2 separate regions of the Mus musculus genome follow, and region 2 is linked to region 1. The links are chromatin contacts, called in public promoter capture Hi-C maps. All regions are on one chromosome and are shown on one strand. Each heading gives the region's core, a stretch centred on a gene start, on an enhancer-like site or on the middle of the called end of the contact. The rest is flanking DNA. Distances are from core to core; before and after follow the strand shown. Region 1 holds the start of Fcnaos (a long non-coding RNA gene). Region 2 holds the start of Med27 (mediator complex subunit 27).

Region 1 (4,114 bases), core at 716-3,215:
TTACATTATTACCTAAATATCACTGACCCTGTGAGGCACAGCTTACAGTGAACTGTGTGTATGTGCCAGTGCATGTATGTGTGCGCGCACGCGCTTCAAAAATGTTGCAGTATAGAAATAGTTTAGAAGTAAACAATATCAGACCACGACATTGCCCAAGAATCTTTTGATTGTTCAACCTGCAAATGGAAAAACTCTAAAGAGGTCAAGAGAACCGTGTGCTTCTCGCTGCACAACATACATAATTTATAACGAAGGGCAGAGCGGACTTTTCTTCTTGTGGGGTCAGGGATGCAGAGTTAAGAGCCTCTTGAAATTAAAAAAAAAAAAAAAGCATATCCCTTACAAAACAAAAAACAAAAAAACAAAATCAAGGCTCAAGGCCCACAGGCGACCGACTTTCAGGAGCCTCCGACTTTCAGGAGCCTCAAGTGAGAGCAGGCGCGGGGGGCGGAGAGGAGGCAGGCACACGCAGCCCCGCGCGCGCACCCTCGGGTTATGTAATGGTCTCTCTCCGCAGGGTACCCGCGCCAATCAGGGTCCTCCACCGCTGCTCCGCTAGTGTCGCCGCACAGCTGTTCTCTGGAGGTCTCCTGTCAGGTGATGTCCCTCAAGGAACGACCACTACTCAGAACCCAGGGACCCGTCCGCCCCTACCCTCTGATTCTTCCAGACCCTAGTAGGCTGGGTGGCCGCCCCGGGCCCTGCCAGCCGCCCCGGCCTGCCCGACGGCGCGGCCCGCACTCACTGTTATACTGAACCCCCTTAGCGAAGCGCCTCTGCAGCGCCTGGTTCATGGACTGCAGCCCGGCGGGGATGTTCTTGTCCCGGCCTGGGGCCTGCTCCGACCCCACCAGCTTCTTCAACGCGGAGAACATGTTCCTGCTGGACGTGCGAGCCGGGCTGGCCTGCGAGCTCAGCAGCGGCAGCAGCACAGCGCACCCCGCACCATGTCCGGCCGGCCCAGGCTTCCCCCGAGGCCGGAGCGGGCGCGGCCTCGAGCGAGGTTCTGGGGCCTCAGCCTCTGTGGCTCCGCTCCGGCTTCCACGGCCCTCGGCGCGGCAGCCAGGCACCCGTCAGCGCCGCCATCTTGGCGCCGGCGCGGCTACGGGACGCTAAAAGGGACACGTAGCCGCCGCATGCGCAGAGAGCGCACTAGGTCCCGCCCTTTTCTAGCATCTCCACCTCGCCGCCACCAACCCCCTCTGGTCCAACGATCAGCTTCCCGGTCCTCAAGAGTCCCGAGGTTTCTCCTTCCTCTAGTGTAGTTCTGGAAAAATGTTTATTTCTGTACTACAGCCCAGACAGGTTTACTTTTTCTTCTTTTTGGCTCCCTTGAGCTTCGCCTCGATCAGCTGTTGGGCCTGTTTCTTTATCTCCGCCCGCGAAGGGACGTAACTATGGTCCACATCCGCAAACTGGAAGGTTTCTGAACAGGCAAGAAAAGGAGTGGCTGCCACCCTCTTTCCAGAAGCCTCCCACCTCTACCTGTTGGCGTTTGCTGCCATAGGCCATCTCCTGCCGGGAGCTCATTTCAGACATGTATCAATGACTGGAGACCCCTGCCCTAAGTCACCTAAGGCCAGGTGCCAGACAACTAGGATTTGCCAAGATTATCCACACTAGCTGTCCTTATCCTTTCACCCCACCTTGCCTCTGTAGCAGAAATTCTTCTAAAAGTTCGGTCTGGGCTCCCTTCTGGCCCATCCCATGATATACGTCCCTTTTGTCTCAGAAAAAGAAACCTCTGTAACGTCTATCGATTAAAACCTTTCCCTTCAGCGCCCAGTCACCATGTATGCCATCTCTTGTCTTGAGTTCAGACCCTATCTAGTTGCAGCTATTGTTCTTGTCGTCCTTCTCCATCTTCCTGTGGCCGGCATGTAGAGCCTCACCTATCATGTCCTCCTCTGGGTCCTCAAAGGTAATTCTGGTATTATGTTTCTCTTTTAGAGTTGATGACTCCAAGGTGTCCCTCACCTTTGTGTCAACCTGCAGGGCAGCACCCATTATCATCTTGGAGAGCACATGGGCTTTGTGGGGACCCCTCCATGGCCCAGGGTTACCTCCTCATTTCTGGACAACGTTTGCATGCGCTCAGCCAGGTAGATAAGCTTTCCCTCACAATAATCCAGCTTGCCGTACACATCAAGAGTGTTAGAGACTGCTATTTCTTTCTGTGGGTCAGAGGAGCAGCTGGTTTTCCTGTGGTCCCACACAGGGACCCTGTACACAGCATCTCCTCCCCGGGGGCTGATACCTGGAAGGTTGGCAAGGTGATGCCGATGAGCCGGATGTAGAGGTTGTCAATACCTGTCTGGATGACCAGCAGCAGCTGCTGGCCCTTATTCATGTTGTTTTGGGCCTGCTTGAGTCTTGCTTCTTCCTCTTCTAGCATGTTCTTCATCTTCTTCTGGATAGAGTTAAAGCTATGGGGGAGGTAAGCACAGCAGTGAGGAGGAGGAGGGCACAGCAGTGAGGAGGAGAAGGAGGGCACAGCAGTGAGGAGGAGAAGGAGGGCACAGCAGTGAGGAGGAGGAGGAGGTGGGCACAGCAGTGAGGAGGAGGAGGTGGGCACAGCAGTGAGGGGGAGGTGGGCACAGCAGTGAGGAGGAGGAGGAGGTGGGCACAGCAGTGAGGAGGAGGAGGTGGGCACAGCAGTGAGGGGGAGGTGGGCACAGCAGTGAGGGGGAGGTGGGCACAGCAGTGAGGGGGAGGGTGGGCACAGCAGTGAGGAGGAGGAGGGCACAGCAGTGAGGAGGAGGGCACAGCACTGAGGGGGAGGAGGGCACAGCAGTGAGGGGGAGGTGGGCACAGCAGTGAGGGGGGGAGGGCACACCAGTGAGGGGGAGGTGGGCATAGCAGTGAGGGGGAGGTGGGCACAGCAGTGAGGGGGAGGTGGGCACAGCAGTGAGGGGGAGGTGGGCACAGCAGTGAGGGTAGGCCCACAGGGGTCCAGAACCAGGTGGCAACTTCAGGGACTCATAATTAAGCGTCAAGCGGGCAGGTCCTCAACTCTTCTGCAGATGAACAAATTCACTGGCAGTGGATATGTGCAGCTACTAGCTTGTACCTGTGGAGCCATCCAGGAGCCGGGGAACATACCCAACAGCGCTGGGAGTCTGGTGGAACTTGAGCACAGCCTCCTCAAGTTCTAGCTTCTTCATCAGGGCCTCTAACTGTGTCCGCCTCTCCTCGCAATCCTCCATCTGTAGCTCCAGGTTCTCCTCTGTATTTTTCTGAGCTAGGAAGCGGCCAGCTATGTCCTAACCAGACCAGGGCAGAGAGACACAGGTGTGGGCTTGGGAGGCAGCAGGGCTTCCTAGCCCTGGTATCTCGGGGGCCCCTTGTAGTAGATAGTGCACATTCTTGGTACTTGGGGCTCAGTCATGACCCTGAGTGCTTTTGGGTGCTGAGGTTTGTGAGGAGCTGGGCAGAATGGTAGCCTGTATATAGCCTGGTTACATCGCTTTCATGGTAGGCAGAGGATAAATAACCTCACCTACCATGAAGACACCTTGTATCACATTCAGTCAAGATGCTATGGATGGCGCTCAAGGCCTGACAATGGGAACTCAGGAGGGTCTATGACAAAAGAAGGCCATAAGAAGCAGCTGTTCGCTGTGGCTGTCAAGTTGGAAAGGGGCTAGAGCAGAAGCGAGAGGCCAGGTTCCTAGCATTTGGATTTTCAGATTCTGGTAGGCTCTGTCCTGAACATGGAACATGGTGGGGACAAGCCAGCCATGTGCTGAGGATATCTTCTTTCTTTATTTTTTTGAGACAGGGTTTCTCTGTGTAGCCCTGGCTGTCCTGGAACTCACTCTGTAGACCAGATTGGCCTCAAACTCAGAAATTCTCCTGCCTCTGCCTCCCAAGTGCTGGGATTAGAGGTGTGCGCCACCATGCCTGGCCCTGAGGGTATCTTCTTTTCTGAGCTACATACCTCAAAAACCCCAGACTTTTCCCAGGCTTGGGATTATCATGTTTGGGGACCTTCATGGGAGGTCTAATCTTTGTGAACGTTTTGCAGAGTATCCCAGGCCCTGGCCTAACTTGGCTACCAAGTACCAGGGAGACTTACCCAGAGGTGGGAGCACTGCACAGCAGATTTGAC
Region 2 (4,114 bases), core at 911-3,410, 3.7 Mb after region 1:
GAATCTGCAGATGTTATTAGGATGTTATCTGATTGGCATGTGTCAGAATTTCCCTCTTAGGAAAAAAGGTAATGTTAAACCTGAGAATCTAGAGGAGAAAAGACCAAATCCACTGTTGTCCAACTAAAGTAATCTATTTGGGGGTGAATCTAGAGTGGCTAGCCAGCTGACTCACCCCAAGTCAGGATTTGGGAGAGCAGCCTGTAGTGGCTATTCCTGGTTGTCAACTTGACTATATTTGGAATGAACTACAATCCAGAATTGGAAAGGCTCACCAGTGACCCTTATCTGGAGGCTTGGAGATCCTTATCTGGATCTTGGTATGGAGATCTTGAGCCATAGTGGCTATGGATTCCAGAAGATTGAATCTTGGAGTTTAAGGAACACACCTTTAATCTGGGCTACACCTTCTGCTGGAGACAATATAAGGACATTGGAAGAAGGGAGTCTAGCTCTAGCTCTTGCTCCTTCGCCTGCTTGCTGTGTGAGACTGAGTAACTGCTAGATCCTTGGACTTCCATTCACAGCTGCGACTGAACAATTGTTGGGAATTGGGCTGCCGACTGTAAGTCATCAATAAATTCCTTCACTATCTAGAGACTGTCCATAAGTTCTGTGACTCTAGAGAACCCTGACTAATACACAGCCCCTTGAGGTCCTTTTTATAGGAGAGTGCTCACACAGACGACTGTTAGAAAGATGCAATGAAAGGGAGGAACAAGGGGAGGGATGCTCATCTAGTGAATGTGGTCACGAGTTTAGTGTAGAGGTTGAAAACGTGTTTTGCAGCTTACCTAAAGAACAAGAACTTGGCAGGGCAGTGGTGGCACACGCCTTTAATCCCAGCACTTGGGAGGCAGAGGCAGGTGGATTTCTGAGTTCAAGGCCAGCCTGGTCTACAGAGTGAGTTCCAGGGCAGTCAGGGCTACACAGAGGAACCCTGTCTCGAAAAACCAAACAAAAACAAACCAAACAAAAAGAACAAGAACTTATTCTTTTTTTTTTCTTTTAAGATTTATTTTTATTTTATGTATGTGAGTACACTGTAGCTGACTTCAGATGCACCAGAAGAGGGCATCTGATCCCACTGCAGATGGTTGTGAGCCACCATGTGGTTGCTGGGAATTGAACTTAGGACCTCTGAAAGAGCAGTCAGTGCTCTTAATCGTTGAGCCATCTCTCTAGTCCCAGGAACTTATTCTTAATTACAAATAAAAACCCTAACTTGCAAGGACTTAACATGAGGCAAATAGAACTTATTCTTTAATTACAAACAGAAACTTTAGCCTGCACAGGACAGAGGAACTTATTCTTAACTGTCTTAACTGCAAACAGATCCCCTAAGCTGCAAGGTCTATTTTCCCTGTTTTGATCTTCCATTAACTTGAAAGGTATATTGTCCATTTTGATGTCACAGTATATATCAATTTGTATCATATATAATCACATTTTGCTTATTTGCTTATACGTTGGTAGATATCTGGCTCCTTTCACACTTGACTATAGTGAATGAGGTTGCGGTGGATATGGAAGTACAAACATCTCATTTAGACACTGCTTTCAATTCTTTTGGACACATACCATAATTTCTATTATTATTATTATTGTTAATTTACTTTTTGGACACAGGTCCTCATGTAGCCCAAATGTTTTCTATTTCCTTTTAAGTTTCATAAAGAAAAACGTTTTGAAACTATATAGAATACCTTGCTGTTTCGAAAAAACATCAATTGATTCATACCTTAACCAATTATTTAGGCTGCCAAGTGGCAGTTTTCTTGTATCACTCTGCCTTCATTTATGTGTTGGCATTTTACTACAGGTAAGAGAGTTCTTCCCCTTTATTTATGAATATGGACTCATTCATGTACTCTGGGGACATTTTATTGTTTTGAGAAATTCCTATGTGACTGTTCAAATTTTGGAGATACACAGTGGGCTTCTGCATTTCTTTGTCATTCACTATTAAGCAAAAGGAGAGGACAAAATGACTTCCCTAGATGGAGATCATAACTTGTGGTCAACTCTCTCATTCAGTCAGACTGGCGCTGTTTTTCCAAGTTCGCTAGAGCTTCCTGGATGGGAGCCACGTCGCAAACTACACATCCCAATACCCTCCTAGGACAACGTCATCACGAAGCGCCGCGCGCCGCTCAGGCTGTGGACTCTGGAAAGCCGGCTGTGACAGCTGCAACATGGCGGACGTGCTGAGCGTTGGTGTGAACCTGGAGGCCTTTTCGCAGGCTATTAGCGCCATCCAGGCGCTACGCTCTAGCGTGAGTAGGGTCTTCGACTGCCTTAAGGATGGCATGCGCAACAAAGAGACGCTGGAGGGCCGCGAGAAGGCCTTCATCGCGAACTTCCAGGACAACTTGCATTCCGTCAACCGGGACCTCAAGTAGGTACTGGCTGAAAGGATCGGGGTTGAGGACCCTTCTGGCACCTGTCCCGCCCGGATCCCGCGCCAGTCTGCCCAGTCACGGGCCTCTCTCCTTTATTCACAGTCCGCTGTCACTTTCGCTCATCTCCCGGTCCTAGTCAGCCTCTCAGGGACTCCTTGTCTCCCGTCCCGTTACCTAGTATTCATTCTGTTGGCCATTTCGTCCTGGTTGTCATCTGTGGTCCTCGGTTCCCGCTGTAGTGGTCCTATCTGATGAGGAAACCTCTTCTCAGGAACTTCCACCTCGTCGATCTTATCAGACCTTTTCCTTGGGCTCCATCACATCGGGCCAGTCTCCCCATCAACACTGTCCCAGGCCCAATTACGTACCTCTCGATCCGATGAGCTCCAGTTCCCATCCTCAGAGCCTAGAATTCATCAGTTCCACCTCACCTCATTCTCAGACTACCTCCGTTACCTTTGCCTCTTTCCATTTCCCCTCCGAAGCCACCTGCTCCTCACTGCCAGTCACCATCATTCCTTTTGTTTAGCTCTTTTCTCGAGAGATACAGTCTTACATCTATTAGGATGTTTAAGAGGAAGAATTTATTTAGGTTCAGTTTCAGAGGACTCAGTTCACTACAACGGGAAAGGAATGTTTGAGCAGGTTAACCCCTAATAATTGGGGATTACATATTTCCCTCACGGGACTCCTTTTACATCATTAGTGTATTAAGAGTTTGCTGAGAAGACATTACTCAGATGCCATGCATAGAAGGCACTTTGGATTTTGAGACAGGGATTCTCAGGGTAACAGTCTTGGTTGTCCTGGAATTCAATTTGTAGACCAGGATGGCCTCAAACTCACAAGAGATCCTCCTGCCTCTGCCTCTCTGGATTAATCTGCTGGGATTAAAGGTGTGTGCCACCACACACAGTTTAGTAGGCATGTCTTCTGTGCCTGAACTTGTGTTTTCTTCCTGTCTTAGAAATTAGAATGGAAGGACTTGAGGTCTCCCCCCCCCCCCCAGACAGGGTTTCTCTGTATAGCCCTGGCTGTCCTGGAACTCACTCTGTAGACCAGGCTGGCCTCAAACTCAGAAATCTGCCTGCCTCTGCCTCCGGAGTGCTGGGATTAAAGGCGTGCACCACCACGCCCGGCTTGGATTTGAGCTTTTTACTTCTGAAATTGAGCATTTGGTGATCTGGTCAGGTTGGGTTTCCTCTCTTCCACCTCATGTTCCTCTATAGTGCCTGGTTCCAGCTCCGTGCCTTCTGTGTGTCAGGCAGGCAAACCCCCAGGACTCCCTCCACCCATCAACTAGTCAAGTAGGATGGAGGAGGAAGTAGTGAAGTGTTGTGTGCCTTTCCTCCCCGTATTCCACTCCCTCCTTAAACTACACACATACCTGTTCTGTCAGCTTGACAATGGCATGCCCTACCCCCACTCCATTGACTCCCCCGAGGGAGGCTTTTTTCCCCCCCTAAGACAGAGTTTCTTTTTAGATCAGGCTGACTGACCTCAAACTCACAGAGACCCCCCCTGCTTCTACCTCCCAGGTGCTGGTGGGATTAAAGAAGTGTGTCATCTCTGCCCTGCTTTCTAATGGGATGTCACAGCCTTTTATCACTTTAGAAACTTTAGTAATGTTGATATTTCTTTGACTTATTAAATGTACAGTAGTGCCAAGAAGGTGGCTGAAGATTTGAGGTTGGATGCAGCATGGGAGTGGT

Evidence for each region. Promoter capture Hi-C pulls out the DNA fragments that hold promoters and counts their contacts.
Region 2: a contact with region 1 is called in a promoter capture Hi-C map of maxillary cranial neural crest. The contact joins the promoter of Med27 here to the promoter of Fcnaos in region 1. A contact is called at or near these places in 3 of 39 promoter capture datasets (liver, maxillary cranial neural crest and second pharyngeal arch cranial neural crest).

The regions. Positions count from the first base shown.
Region 1 is chr2:25,607,365-25,611,478 of GRCm38.p6, forward strand. It overlaps Fcnaos (a long non-coding RNA gene), which reads left to right and starts at 1,966. Exons shown (of 8, transcript XR_003954003.1): 1 at 1,966-2,105. Rabl6 (RAB, member RAS oncogene family-like 6) reads right to left here and starts at 1,117. Exons shown (of 15, transcript NM_001024616.2): 1 at 749-1,117. The coding sequence starts at 878. Ccdc183 (coiled-coil domain containing 183) reads right to left here. Exons shown (of 14, transcript NM_029859.1): 9 at 4,082-4,114; 10 at 3,106-3,266; 11 at 2,261-2,429; 12 at 2,067-2,177; 13 at 1,896-1,992; 14 at 1,265-1,429. The coding sequence ends at 1,311.
Region 2 is chr2:29,344,650-29,348,763 of GRCm38.p6, forward strand. Med27 (mediator complex subunit 27) reads left to right here and starts at 2,161. Exons shown (of 8, transcript NM_026896.5): 1 at 2,161-2,398. The coding sequence starts at 2,196.